Regions from separate parts of the Mus musculus genome. Here regions 1 and 2 are each linked to region 3. A link is a contact called in public promoter capture Hi-C data. All regions are on one chromosome and are shown on one strand. The core of a region is the stretch at or near the end of the contact, and the rest is flanking DNA. Distances in the headings are between cores, read along the strand shown.

The links. Promoter capture Hi-C pulls out the DNA fragments that hold promoters and counts their contacts.
Region 1: a contact with region 3 is called in a promoter capture Hi-C map of liver, with 2.1 times the contacts expected there. The contact joins the promoter of Srrt here to the promoter of Rasa4 in region 3. A contact is called at or near these places in 3 of 39 promoter capture datasets (liver and pre-B cells) and 1 of 115 datasets of contacts at active chromatin or transcription factors (pancreatic cancer cells).
Region 2: a promoter capture Hi-C map of neural stem cells shows a contact between it and region 3. The contact joins the promoter of Cldn3 here to the promoter of Rasa4 in region 3. A contact is called at or near these places in 1 of 39 promoter capture datasets (neural stem cells) and 1 of 115 datasets of contacts at active chromatin or transcription factors (pancreatic cancer cells).

The regions. Positions count from the first base shown.
Region 1 is chr5:137,304,974-137,309,686 of GRCm38.p6, forward strand. Srrt (serrate RNA effector molecule homolog (Arabidopsis)) reads right to left here and starts at 2,701. Exons shown (of 20, transcript NM_031405.2): 1 at 2,451-2,701; 2 at 2,073-2,212. The coding sequence starts at 2,194. It also overlaps the pseudogene Gm43013.
Region 2 is chr5:134,982,752-134,987,641 of GRCm38.p6, forward strand. Cldn3 (claudin 3) reads left to right here and starts at 3,463. Exons shown (of 1, transcript NM_009902.4): 1 at 3,463-4,725. The coding sequence starts at 3,694. The coding sequence ends at 4,353. Wbscr25 (Williams Beuren syndrome chromosome region 25 (human)) reads right to left here. Exons shown (of 5, transcript NR_026907.1): 5 at 4,682-4,839.
Region 3 is chr5:136,081,722-136,086,602 of GRCm38.p6, forward strand. Rasa4 (RAS p21 protein activator 4) reads left to right here and starts at 2,195. Exons shown (of 21, transcript NM_133914.3): 1 at 2,195-2,456. The coding sequence starts at 2,392.

The sequences.
Region 1 (4,713 bases), core at 1,451-3,950, 1.2 Mb after region 3:
ATGTCTCTCTACAGTCTGAGAACCACTACATCAACCAAGAGCACGTGCTCCTGTCTCAACTGTGTTGTGCTTACTGACCGCAAGCTGTTCACAGCACCTGTGTCTAGGGAATTCCCTAGAAATCCAGCTAAGTGTCTCTTTCCTGTGGCTCTCCAAAGCACTACATAGATGGCCATCTTCTGCTCCTCAGAACTTAAGTTCCTTTGCAATGATCATGCCTACTTGTGACATGTAACCAAAGCCACTTTGACCTCTGAAAGACTTCATCTAGCTTCAGACTCAGAAAAGCAAATTTGATTTTCTTTTTTCTTAAAGAAGCACTAAGGTGAGCTGGGCATGGTGGCTCACCCTTCTATTTCCAGCCCTGAAGAGGCTTAAGGCAGGAGTGTTATGTTCCAGGTCAGCTTATTCTACGTGAGGCCCTTTCTCAAAACCTAAAGGGCAAGGGGGCTAAGAGAGATGGCTCTCAGAGTTCAAAGAAGCAAGGCTCGGCTCCTAGGAGCCACACAGCAGCTCACATCCTTCTGTCAGTTCCAGCTCTAAGGATACAACACTGTTCTGGCTTCCTACAGCTATCAGGCACAGCATGAATGTGGTGCACAGAAATCACGTAGGCAAAACACTTATACATTAAAAAAACAAAAACCACAGTGCCGCACACCTTTAACCCCAGCACTCGGGAGGCAGAGGCAGAGGCAGAGGCAGGTAGATCTCTTGAGTTCGAGGCCAGTCTGGTCTACAGAGTGAGTTCCAGGACAGTCAAGGCTGTACAGAGAAACTCTGTCTCAAAAAACATACCAAAAGCTAAATAATTAATTTTTGATAACGTGCTGGAGAACTGACTCAGTGGTTAAGGGTTCTTGCTAATCCTACAAGGGACCCATGTGCGGCTCCTCTTAGCACACGTGGCAAGCCACTCACAGATGCTTGTTCCTCTAGCTGTAGGCCCCATAAATCACACTCATTTGCATATACCATCCACACACTCTCACAATCACACCCACACTAGGCTTCCTCTTTTCCAGGCTTTCCCTTCATTTCATACTTGTTTCGTGAAAGGGAGTCTCACCATGTAGCCCTGGCTGGTCTCAACCTCTTAAATTCTATCTCAAAGTCATTTCAAATCCCTCTAAAGAAACTGAGAGATGACTCAGCAGTTAAGAGCACTGGCTGCTTATCCAGGTCATGAGTTCAAATCCCAGCAACAACTACAGGGACCAGATGCCCTATTCTGTCATGCAGATGTACATGCAAATTGAGCACTCAAACAAATAAATCTTTAAAAATAAAGAAATCTGTTTTCAAGTTGAGCTATGGCGCTTAACTCACTAAACTGGCTTTGTTTTTGTTGTTTTTACTTCACCTCTGGATTTAAAAAGGAAGAGAGGTAGAGAGCTGGCTCAGTAGTTAAATGCACTCCTTTTAACCACTCTTGGTTGGCTCCTCTTGCGGAGGACTAGGCTTTGAGTCCCAGCACCCACAAAGCAATTCACAACCATCTTTCCTGCCCATTTCCCAGAGGATCTAAAGCCTTCTGTTGGCCTCCTCGGGCACCAGGAACGAATGAGGTGCATAGACATAATGTAAGCAAACCCCCATGAACGTTTTATTATATAAAAGAAGAAATGCACTTGCACATTTCTTATCTCAATTACCTGTTTTAAAAATCCTTTCAAAAAACTCTTAAACAGGATGTGGTAGAATACTTCCTTAATTCAGAAGTTTAATGTCATCTTGAGCTACCTAAAGAGTTTCGGGCCAATCTCACTTTGGTCAGTTTGTGCTTTCTTAATATTTGGATTTGAGATTGTGTCTCCCTATGTAGCCTGCACGGAAGATGCAGTCCAACCAGCTGTGCGGAGCTCCTGTCCAGCACTAATACTGACCGTCACTTTGGTTAAAAGCTCAAAATCTGAGCCAACGGTGAATAGACTGAAACTACAGAAATGGCTCAACGGTAAACTGCATCCTAATAAGATTTTGTAAGGTAAAGACAAAAAAGGAAACGAAAAGAAAAATTGTGGCGCGGAAGGGTTGTACGGGGCGGGGTATGGACGTTAATACTGTCTCACCGGTCATTCCAATCGTCCCCTCGCCGTCTTTCATCCCTTTCCCGGGAACGGTCATAATCGCTGCGCTCTCTTCGAAATTTGTCCCTGCGTCTTCGGTCGTATTCATCATCACTGTCACCCATGGTGCTGTCAGAGGAGGCCTGGGGCCCGGCGGCGGGTAGACACGGTGATGATGAACAAGGACCAGAGGAGGGACAATCCCCCGGGGACAGCACGCCCGCCTCCCTCCCGCCGAGGCCGGCCTGCCATCCCGGGCAGGGCGATCGCTCCGACAGTTTCACTGTCCCCACGGATTCCCCCTCGTCCACCCCCGAAGCCCCCGGGCACGGTCCTCTCCTCGCAATCCCGCCGCCCGGGCCTTTCCTTCCCCTCCCCCACCTGGCAGCGGTCGGGGCCGTTGGAAGCGCGCGCCGGCGGGCTTGTTTTCCGGGCGGACCGGAACGAGCGACAATGGACCACAAAGAGGGTTGGAAGGAGACGCTGGGATTCTCAGCCCGGAGACGAAGGGGAAGAGAAGAGCGGGACCGCGGGGGGGGGGGGGGGGCAAGGAGGCGCGCGCGCGTCCTACGTCACTCCCGGAGCTCGGCCTCCAACTACAAAACAAGACCCCCGGACCAAACTAAAACTCCGAGATTAAAAGAATGACGGGAAGAGGGTGGAGACGCGGAAGTCTCGCGTGGTTTTGCGACAAAATCGCCCCAGCTTCTCGGAGCTACGGAAGTTGAGCTGGGCCAAGCCAGGCCTTCTGAACGTGCTCGTGCCTACTTGAAAAGGAGGGCACTGGAGAAGTTAAGTGTCACTCCCGTAAGGTATCCTGGGTAGGAGCTAGTTTGCATCCAAAGGTTGCTTTGCAATAGCCCTGGGCTGGGGCACCTCTTGACCTCCTCAAGGGCGGATTTGCTATCGAGGGGTTTGGGGACGATGGATGTCTAGGGAATAATTCATAGAAGCAACCATTTTAGAGGCATCTCCTCCCACCATTTTCTCCTGCAAAAAAATACAGTATGTGCTACTTATAAAATGCGTTCTTCCTGCTTGTCTTGGACAGAGGAGCCTAATACTCATGCAAAAGTGTAAACCTCGATCTTAATGCCCAGTTCTTTAATGGGAGTCTTTACATTGCAGTCTGGAAACAACCACCAGGATCCACTAGTTTCCAGTTGAAATCCCTAAGATAACAGTAAGCCCTTTTCCATGAATAGAATACTAAGCTAAACAAGGGAGCATGCCACTGTCTTGCTCCCAGAAAAGAATGAAAAATCCCAGCATCTAATAAGGTGTATTTACAAGGGGGCATTTTAAAAACTTAGCAGACAGTTACGTTGGCACAGGCGTAACCCGAGTTACTCAGTAAGTCAAAGCAGAATCAAATTCAGGGGTTGCAAAATGAGTTCAAAGCCAGCCTTGACAATTTTCTAAAACCCTTTCTCAAAAACATTTTCCAAAGAGGCCGGTCCAGTGTGTAAGAGCACTTCCTGGTCTTGCAGAAAATCAGAGTTGGAGTCCCAGCTCCCATGTGGCTGGCTGCTCACAGACTGTTAACTCCAGTGCCTAGGGAACTGACACCTCTTCTGGTCTGCAAGGGCACTGCACTCAGATGCACACACACCCACACACTGATACACAGATACATATACTCATCATTTTGTTCCAAAACAAGGTTTCTGTGTACCCCATGGCTGGCCTGGAACTCCCCTTGTAGACTAGGTTGGCCTCAGACTGAGAGATCTTCCTGTCTCTGCCTCCTGAGTACTGGGATTTAAGTCTTGCAACCAGCTCATACACACGTAATTCAAGAAGATGGGAGCATGGTGGCGCTCACCTCTAATCCCAGCACTCTGGTGGCAGAGGCAGGCAGATCTCTGAGTTGGAGGCCAACCTAGTCTACAAAGGGAGTTCCAGGCCAGCCAGGCAGGGCTACACAGAGAAAGAAGGCCCCGTCTCAAGAAAGAAGTAGAGGAGGAAGAGGAGGGAAGCAATGAGAGTCGTACAGCTCAATGATAGAATGCTTGCCTACCGTATGACAGGACCTGGGTTTAGGAAGAAATAAGCTAAGAAAGGAGAGAGGGAGACTGAAGGTGCTGTTCAGCAGGTGGGCATGTGCTTAGCATATATGAGTCTCTGGCCCATCCCCAGCACCCTCCATCCCCCACAAGAAAAGTAGCCATGTGCAGTGTCACATTCCTGCAGCCCCAGCACTGCAGAAATGAGGGCAGAGGGATCCCGGGTTCGAGAACAGCCTCAGCTATCTAGCAATGTTTCAAACCAAGGGTAGCCTGGGATACTTTACAGTTTGTCCTTTAGAGAACTACCTCTGTTTGACATTTGGCCTATGTCACGGCACTGTGGCTAAATGCACCGAGCAGGTCAGCATCGTAAGTAAACATAGGATCCGAGATGATGCCTCCCTCTGGAGAATGGCATGGAAAATTGAAATCGATGAGCACACCAGGTATATTTGTTCCTTCTGGAGCAAGACCAAGATGAAGAAAACAGGCCACTGGCATCTGGCACTGTGGTGGCTGGTGCAGCCCAGATCTGCGACACCACTTCTGCTGTTGTATCTGGCATCAGAAGTCTGAAGGACTTGAAAGACCAGCAGAAATCCAATCATCTGAGACATCCCTAGCCTACAGTAAAC
Region 2 (4,890 bases), core at 2,213-4,712, 1.1 Mb before region 3:
CAGAGGCAGGCAGATGGATCTCTGAGTTTGAGGCCAGCCAGGGCTACACAGAGAAACCCTGTCTCTATAAATAAATAAATAAATAAATAAGGGAAGGCTTCTGACATCACCTCAGTTTTTTTTTTATTGTATTTGTAATTTGGGGTTCAGGGCACAGGACCCAGGTCCTCATAAAGAGAAACCCTGTCTCTATAAATAAATAAATAAATAAATAAATAAATAAGTGGAGGAAGGCTTCTGACCTCAGCTCAGATTTTTTATTGTATTTTTAATTTGGGGTTCAGGGCACAGGACCCAGGTCCTCATTCTTATGTGGCAAGCCCTTTATAGACAGAGCCATATTCCCAGCTCCACCCCCCTCCACCTCCCCCCCCCACCCCCGCACTCCTCCATCCAATCCAAGTCCCACCACCCAGCACTCTATTAAAGACTTGCATCTTTATTTCATTTATTAAGTACCTTGGGCTTAAACTCCTTCCAGAAGAGCCCTGACCCTGCACCAGCTGGGCTTTGTGGCCTGGCACTCCCAGCCCTGCCCATCAGGACCAGCCCAAGACCTTTGCACTGAGAAGAAACAGAGCCCTGGTTTCCATGTGGACTGTTTATTGGAATCTTCTGTCACCCCAGGGTCTGAACTCTGAAGGAAGAGGGTGGAGTCTGAGTATTTGTGATCTGAGAGTTGGGGCTGTACCAGGAAAAAAATATAGGTCCAACTCAATGAAGTTTATACTTTTATTTTATTTAGTTATTCAGTGCATGCGTGTATGTTTGAGTACCTGTGTGAGTAAGTGAGTATATGTGTGTGTGTGTATGAATATGTGTGAGTGTATGTGTATGAGTGTGTGTGGGTGTGTGTATGAGTGTAGGTGTGAGTGTGTATGAGTATATGTGAGTGTATGTATGTAAATGTGAGAGTGTTTATCAGTGTGTGTGTATGTGTGTGTGTGTGTGTGTGTGTGTAAGAGTGTATGTCAGTGTGTGTGTCTGTGTATGTATAAGAGTGTATGTCAGTGTGGGTGTCTGTTCCTCTGTGTGTGTGTGTGTGTGTGTGTACTGCAGCAAGCACGGGGAGGTCAAAGAACTACTTTGGAGAATGGGCTTTTTTTCATCTTTGAAGTAACAGGGATCAAATTCAGGTTGTCAAGCTTGAAAACAAGGGCTTTTGTCCTCTGGACCATCTGCCTCCAGAAAGCCTTCATCTAGCTGGATGGATCTCAGCTTCCTAGCTAATTGCAAAGCCCCTGGGGCCCTCACAACACGAGGTCATCCCTGGACATAGAGCCCTGGCAGGACAGGTTGCTGAAACAAGGGAAAGTGCTAAGTCAATTACCTCTCAGAGCACCCAGCCCTGTTCTAGGCATCGGGAGTGTCACATAATAAAACAGGCAAAAATGTTTGTCCTTGGAACATTCTGAATGTCCTGGTGGTGGTAACAGACCGGAGCAGAGACAAAGAAACAAATAAATGAGAAACCAAGCGTGGCCTCTCTCACAAAGAAGCTTGCCACTTGTGCAGGGGAGGCAAAACAACCTGGAGTTTAAGGCCACCCTGGGGCGGGGAGGAGTGGAGGGGGCGGGGTGGGGGGGACCGGGAGGAGGGAGCGGGAGGGAGAGAAAAAAGGAAAGCAGGGAGAGAAAAGGAGGGAGGGGGGAAGAAAGGAAAGCCAGAGGCCACTTTAGATAATGTCAAATATGAAAGAAAACAAAGGTATCAAAGTGGCAAAGAGAACAGTGCTTCCAGCACATGGGAAGCAGAGGCAGGTGGATCTGTGAGTTCCGGGCCAGCCTGGTCTACAGCACAAGTTCCAGGACAGCCAGGGCTACAACAGAGAAACCCTGTCTCGAAAACAAAACAAAACAAAACAAAACAGAAAAAGAACGTGGCATTGTGGGTAAGAAGCTGGGACGATTTTGTTGTCCTGTTTCTATTTGGGTGCAGGGTTCCAAGCCACCCACACTGACCTCCAAATCAGCTGGGGAGGATCTCGGTGTGGTGCTTGCTGAAGTGCCATCCATCTATTAGGGTTTATTCCGTGCCAGGGACAGACCAGAGGCTTCGTGCAGGCTGGCCAAGCACTCTAGCCACTGAGCTCCATCTCCAGCCTCTGAAACTATGAAGCGAGGTCAGTGAGCTATGCGGAGAGCTGTAGGAGTGTCTCATGGAGAAAGGACCCCAAGCACGGGTCCTCGAAGAGGATGTATAGGAAACTAAACCAAAAGAGCTGTATCCTAGCTGAGGTGAAGGGAAGAGGCAACGGGAGAAGTCGGAGCATGCGCCACCCCAAGGTGTGCGGCAGGGGAGTCAGTGTCCGGAGGCAAAAGGAATTGGTGTTTTGGGGGCTTTTTTGGTGTTACTTTGTAGCTTGTTTGAGCCAGGGTCTCATGTAGCCCATCTGGCTTTGAATTCTCCGTGTCGCCAAGATGGTCTTGAACTCCTGCCTGCCTCCACTTTCCCAAGCTCTGGGACTACAGGCATGGCATGCTGCACAGGGCTTCTGCACAGGAGTTGTGAGACACAGTTTCGCTGTATCTGGCCTTGAACTCACAGCTGTCTGCTTGCCTCAGCCTCAGGCAGGAGCCAACACACCTGGCTAGACGTCTTTTTTTTTTCTCATGTGTATCAAATCTCTTTCCCACTGTTCACTCACCCTGGTACTCACTCTGCCCCGCCCCCACCCCCAAAGGAAAGAAAACAAGACTCCATCTAGAGAACCTCCGTGGGGGAAAGCAGCTTCTAGGTGGGCGGGCATTTGAGCTAAGCCATGTAGGCTTGCCACCAGCCCAGGTCACATGAGGGTGCTGGACAAGAATTTGAACTCAACACCGGTCCCTGAGGTGCAGAGTGGGCTCTGCAGGTGGTCGTTGTCCCTGGTTTCAGAGTTCTGTATATCAGGTTGCACTTGGACAAGGCCAGAGTGCTTGTGTCAAAGCCTGAGGGACTTGGAGCAGGTGCTACAATTCCATCCACCTACGGCGACAAACAGCCTCAGCCACGCCCCCACCTAGGTCCTCCCAGTCCGGGTTGTCCAGAGGAATTGGCCGCGCCTCCATCCTACGCCTCCCGCGCTAAAGAAGACGGAGGTGGGGGACAAGAGAGTCAAGCAGTTTACAATTGGTGATTTGCACTTCAAATCCTTGAAGCGCCCCTCCCACTCTGTATAGCTCTAGAGAATTCGTTATGCTTAAGGAGCTTGGGGAGGTTGGGAAGGGAGGGAGCTTAGACGACCCCGCCCTCCTTCGATACACACTCTCCCACCCCACCCCCACCCCCGCCACACACAACACATACACTTCAGCATTGAGGTTCTAGCCAAATCCTTTCTCCTATGGTGAAGGGGGTTGGGGAGGACGGACCGGACTGGACGGGACACACGTCACTGTCCCCTGGGCCAGAAGAGCGAGCTCCACCCTCCTCCTCTAGGCACCAAGCTAAGTCCAACCCACCCCATCCCAGAGCCAACCCAGTCTCAGAAGCCAGTCTCCAAAGCCACAGGCAGGTGCAGGGGCAGTCTCTGTGCGAGCCCCAGGAGAGGAGCCGTTAAGCGCGCTCCGTCCTTTGCCACCCACCCGTCGTTCCCGGCGACAGACGTCCGTCAGTTTTCGAAGGGCAGTTGATTCCCAGGTCCAGCGGCCGCGATCCCTGGTCTCCCAGTCCCCTGAGCTGCCCGGCCGAGCCGGTTCAAGTCCAGCAGCCATGTCCATGGGCCTGGAGATCACCGGCACGTCGCTGGCCGTGCTGGGCTGGCTGTGCACCATCGTGTGCTGCGCCCTTCCCATGTGGCGCGTTTCGGCCTTCATCGGCAGCAGCATCATCACGGCGCAGATCACCTGGGAGGGCCTGTGGATGAACTGCGTGGTGCAGAGCACCGGTCAGATGCAGTGCAAAATGTACGACTCGCTGCTGGCCCTGCCGCAGGACCTGCAGGCCGCCCGAGCCCTCATCGTGGTGTCCATCCTGCTGGCCGCCTTCGGGCTCCTCGTGGCGCTCGTGGGCGCCCAGTGTACCAACTGCGTACAAGACGAGACGGCCAAGGCCAAGATCACCATCGTGGCGGGAGTGCTTTTCCTGTTGGCGGCTCTGCTCACCTTAGTACCGGTGTCCTGGTCGGCCAACACCATCATCAGGGATTTCTATAACCCGTTGGTGCCCGAGGCCCAGAAGCGGGAGATGGGAGCTGGGTTGTACGTGGGCTGGGCTGCCGCCGCGCTGCAGTTGCTAGGGGGCGCCTTGCTGTGTTGCTCCTGCCCACCGCGCGACAAGTATGCACCCACCAAGATCCTCTATTCTGCGCCGCGATCCACCGGCCCTGGCACCGGTACCGGCACCGCCTACGACCGCAAGGACTACGTCTGAGGGGCCGGGTGCACGCAGACCGTACCGTCACCACTACCAGCAGTCGATGAACCCCACCCGTCCAGCGTGCAGCCTCGCGTCTGAGACCACCCCACCTTCCAGATGGTGACAGACGACACACAGTCTGCTTGCTAGGCTGGAAGAGGACAGACAGGCTGGCATCTCCCCTTCTCCGGCTGCCACCTGACTACCGGGCCTAGGAACTGTCCAAGCCGAATGGACAAAGAAACCTCGCCCTTCCCAAGAACTGGGCTGGGGTGGCCACTGCAGCTACTTGCCAGCCCCGCAGAAGCTCACAGTGGGCAGAGACAGGCAAACCATGAAACGGGCCATTTCATATTTTTCAATAAAAGTCTTTCGTTTTTTGCAGTCGCTGGAGCTTCCTTATCCTGAACGCCACCGCACAGGCTACCACCTCCCCTACGGGGCACCTGCTGGGGACTGTCCCTCGAATAGCCCTCATCACGGGCAGCGAGCTTTAAACAGCTTCACAGGTTGAGTAAGGAGAAAGTGGGGGTACACATGAGTTTTTGTGCT
Region 3 (4,881 bases), core at 945-3,444:
TTCTAAGGAGGTGGAATTAAAGGCCTATCTCACCTTTTCCTAACCCCCACCCTTGGCTTAGCCTAGCTTTTTACAGCATTTTATTCTCTCTCTCTCCCTCTCTCCCTCTTTCTCTCTCCCTCTCTCCCCCCCCATCTTCCTCCCCTCCCCCTACCCACCTACCTAACTGTGAGTTTTTATGCATCCCCATGGGATGCCGATTGGATTCCTCTTTGGCTAATAATACAGGAAACACTCACTTTGCCATATTTAAAACCAGGTATGGTGGTGCACACATGTAATTCTGACCACTTGGAAAGTAAAGGGGGACCATAAGTTCAAAGCTTGCTTGCCTTGAGCTCCAGGACAGGACAGGCTACACACAGAGACCCTCTTCCCCAGACAAGCCATCAGTGGACAGGAAGATCACGAACTGCTCCACCAAGTCACTTCTCAGTGATCTTATAATCTTTTTTTTTTAAGATCTATTTATTATATTATATGTAAGTACACTGTAGCTGTCTTCAGACACACCACAAGAGGGCATCAGATCTCATTATGGATGGTTGTGAGCCATCATGTGGTTGCTGGGATTTGAACTCATGACCTTCAGAAGAGCAGTTGGTGCTCTTAACCACTGAGCCATCTCTCCAGCCCGATCTTATAGTCTTTAAGTAACATACAAACAATAATTCCTTGGGGGTACTTTTGGCTATTTTATTTTAGTAGAGAGTGAGATCCCCATCAGAGACTAACAAAGCTTGGTGTTTTTGCCGAGGACCAGAGTTTGGTTCCAAGCACCTACAGTAGGTGGCTCCAATTTCAGGGGGAATCTGATACCCTCTTCTGGCCTCCAGAGGTACTGCATATGTGCACATAGCATAATAAAATCTGGTGGAGTGGTGCTGATGACGCACCCCTTAATTCCCAGCACTTGGAGAGGCAGAGGCGAGGGGAATCTCTGTGAGTTTGAAGTCAGCCTGGTTTATAGAGTTCCAGGACAGTCAGGGTTACTCAAAGAAACCCTGTGTCAAAAAAAAAAAAAAATCTGTATGTATGTCTGTATCCCCAATGGAATCTTATTTTGGGGTAAAGAAGAATAAAATGATGTCACTCGTAGCAGAATTTTTGACCAGGACACTCAAGGACCTAGGTTTGGTCACCAGTATGGGCAGCGATGGCGGGCTGGAATGCAGATCTAGGGCTAGGTAAGTATGGTTCACTTGCTAAACTGCTTTGCAAGCAGAAGAATCACTCGTTCCCAGGACTAATGGATAGCTGGGCATGGTGTTGAACTCTTGTAAAGAACTCCAGAAGTGGGCAAGATGGAGAAAGGTGGATCCTGGAGTCTCACTGGCCAGCCAGTCTAGACTACTGGGGAGGTTTCAAGCCAATGAGAGACCTTGTGTCTTACAAGGTGGGGCAGAGGAGATGGGTCAGTAGAAAGACTCCTGCCCAAGTCTGATAATCTGAATTTGATCCCTGGGACCCATTTGGTGAAAGTAAAGAAAAGATTCTTGCGGGTGTCCTCTGATTTCCACTTGGGACCACAACATGTAAGCCACACCCTAATCAATCAGCCAATAAAAAACAAAAATTTTAAAAAGGTAGCCAGAGCCTGGAGGTGGTGGTGCAGGCTTTTAATCCCAACACTTGGGAGGCAGAGACAAGTGAATCTTTGTATTCGAGCCCAGCCTGGTCTGTAGAGAGAGTTCTAGGACAGCTAGGGCTACACAGAAAAACCCTGTCTCAAAAATAAATAAATAAACAAATAAATAAATGGTGGACGGATCTTGAAGAATGAAATCGGAGGGTGATCTCTGGCCTCTACCTGCACACCTGAACACACACGAAACCACAATACAAACACGCCCCAAACAATCCTGTTTTCCAGATTTGATGTCCTCAAACTTTCCCAACTGCCTGAGTCTTCACATCTTTCCAGGTCTGTCACAGACAAGTTACTCCCAGCGTGCGGCCATTAATGGATTTGCAGCTATGCTGCACACCCAGGTCCCTCCGTGAGCCTGGGCTCTCTCTCTGAGAATCGAGAGCACCAGGAGGGATCCTGGTGGTGGAAGAATCTCCGGGTGCCAGCAGCTACACTTCGGGGCAGGCCCCGCCCGCCCTCCCTTCCAGGTGGCCAATGAGGGACGCAAGCCGCATAGGCCGCGCCCATTCTGGGCATCCAGGACGCTGATTGGTCCTTCCATGCAGTGTCTCCCCGCCCCCGCAGGAGGGGCGGGGAGGGGTGAATGGAGTAGCGGAGATCCCTCAGCCCCAGCGCTCCCCTCTCTGGCCTCCGCACCCGCCTGCCTGCAGCGCCACTCGCACTGTTCCCCCTCCTTACCCCGAGAGGGGACCCATGAGTCCGAACCCCTCCCCGCCAGGCCTCCACGTCGCCGACCCGCAATGGCCAAGCGCAGTTCGCTGTCCATCCGAATCGTAGAAGGGAAAAATCTGCCCGCCAAGGACATGTGAGTAGTGGGTACGGGTGGTGGCCACCCCAACTTTGATGGGATCCCCTTTTATATACTTGACCTTTGCGGGGGGTCCTTAGGGCTTCCCCACAAGGAGAGCAGCGGAGAGGATGTGGCGTGTACAGCCACGGAGGGGGACTGGCTACGAAAATGGGGACAGCGAGATTTGCTGTGAATACCTGACAGAGTGGAGGGGCAAGCTAGAGGCGGAGGGCTAGAGACAAGGGAGGGGCTTCTCCACCTGGGAACAGCAGGAAGCCAGGGCTCATAGGGGGGCAGGAGTTTTAAAAGACTGAAACTGGCACTGGGATGGCATCGCAAGAACTGCCCAGGGTGTGGCTGAAAGGGGCGGAGTGTCCCCCCCTCTCTCTGTAGTTTGGGAGTCCATAACAACCCCAAGAGTTGTCCGCCGGACTTGTTCGCTATTCGCTATTCATTTGGGCAAGGCATGCAGGTGTGAAAAGTGGGGGTGGGGGTGTAGGTCAAGGGGACAGGAGGGATGCATAGAGGCAGGATTTAGAGTCTCCCTTGACTTTGCCGGGCCTCTCCCTTTAATCGCTCCCTGCAAGGCATTTCTCCTCGGACCACTTTACAGATTAGAAAACCGATGCCGACAGACAGGAAATGTTAGCTGGTGGTGTCAAAGCAAGGTCGTGAATCTAGGGCTCCTAAAATGCATTACCGTCCTTCATAAAGCTTCCTCTAATCCATCGCCAGATTTGGGGAGCTTTCGGACACCCCTTTGTCACACTGTTTTTAGTGAGTTCCCGAGGTCAACTGCGTGACTCCTAGAACGTGTCTCGTGGCTTTCTTATGTCCTCATTTGCAAAGATTCAGTTTCCCTTTCTGGACCCAAGTGCTTGAAATCCTAGTGTCGGGGAGAAGCCACGATCATAAAACCGAAGAAAGGGCGGGGCAGAGGCCTAGGGTTCAAAGTGCGCTCCGGGTCCCGGTGGGTTTCCTGGCTACAGAGAACTGAGAATTGGGGAGGTGTGTGTGTGTGTGTGTGTGTGTGTGTGTGTGTGTGTGTGTTCATCTCTCCGGCGGGCAGGCGGGCTCTCCCAGCACTCTCAGTGCCAGGAGCGGTTCCAGTTCAAGGCCCCCTGGGCCTGAAGAGGCCAGCTCAGCAGTTGCCATGGCAATGGGGAGGGAGGAGGGTGGGCTGACTTAAGGTGGGTTTCTGTGCATAAAGGGAGGAGGGGCTCCAGTGGAAATTAGGTCTCTAGGGTGGAGGCTGGTTGAGCCTCCACAGGGGATCTCGGGCCCCAGCTCTCCAGGCCTTCTCAGTCCCCTACACCCTCCCGCAAGCCCTTAGGCCCCCCTCCCTTCCCTGGGCATTGGTAAACCAGGTCATCTTGGCTTCCTCTGGCTGGTGTCTGCTGGGAGGAGCAGCCCCTTCCGTCTGTCACCTCCTCCCCATCCCTGCCAGCAGCTGGCTCTGGCGCCAACCTCCAGAAGCTCTTGGGCTGTGCCTACCTGGGCCTCACCCGTGGCTCTGGGACTCTGAGAAGAGGTCTCCACGCCCAGGAAAGGGGCCACCCAGGGCCGTGTGTCCTGATTCTGGAATCTCTTTCCTGGCCCTGCTTCTCAGCCTGCCCCACTCGCCCCTTCTTAGACCCCTAATCACCATCCACGTGCTTGCACCTGGTAGCTGGCTGAGGGCATGCAGTTTCGAACTGAAAGTCACCTCTTGAGCCATCTCATAACTGCCAATCCCCACATTCGGCCTTCTCTCTTGACTAAACCTGCTTTTAAATATTAGAGACCCTCTGACATTCCTTTTAGACACGCCCCCCTCCCCAAAACTCCTACAGGGCCTTTCTCACATTTCCTATCTGATGCTATCCTTAGTGCCTTTGGGAAGAATTCTGAGGTTCTGTCCTTGCACTTGGACATTTTGGTCACCTAGAAGCCTCCGGAGGTTGCCAGCCCCTGACAAGTGTGAGCACAGGAACTGTGACTCATTGTCTTAGTGTTCCCTGCACCCTCGGGATGCATACCTCACCAGGCATCCCAGGCTGGTCTCAAACTCTCCATCCTTCTGCCTCTCCTTCCTAAGGTATATGACATGTGAGCGTGCCACCCACCATACTTGTAGACCCCTTTGTATTTAGTCTTCTGTAGCTGCCATTGCGAGCAGTGTTCTAATACTACCTCTCTCTGCCTGCTCATGACTACCTTCCACTCCTGGGTACCTAGGTCAGCTGGGTAAAAGCTGAGTCCCACGGTGACTAGTGCCCCACTGGCTCCTTCAACCTGTCTGTGGCCCTGGGGACAAGCCTAGGGCTATTTCGGGGTTTGCCCTCTCCTTCCTCTTCCAGTCTAGAAACAGCCAAGGCCCTAAATATAGAGAGGCCTACAAGTCGCCAGACCGGGCCAGTGGCCACTGGCTTGAGGAAGGAATGAATGGTGGAAGACGGGG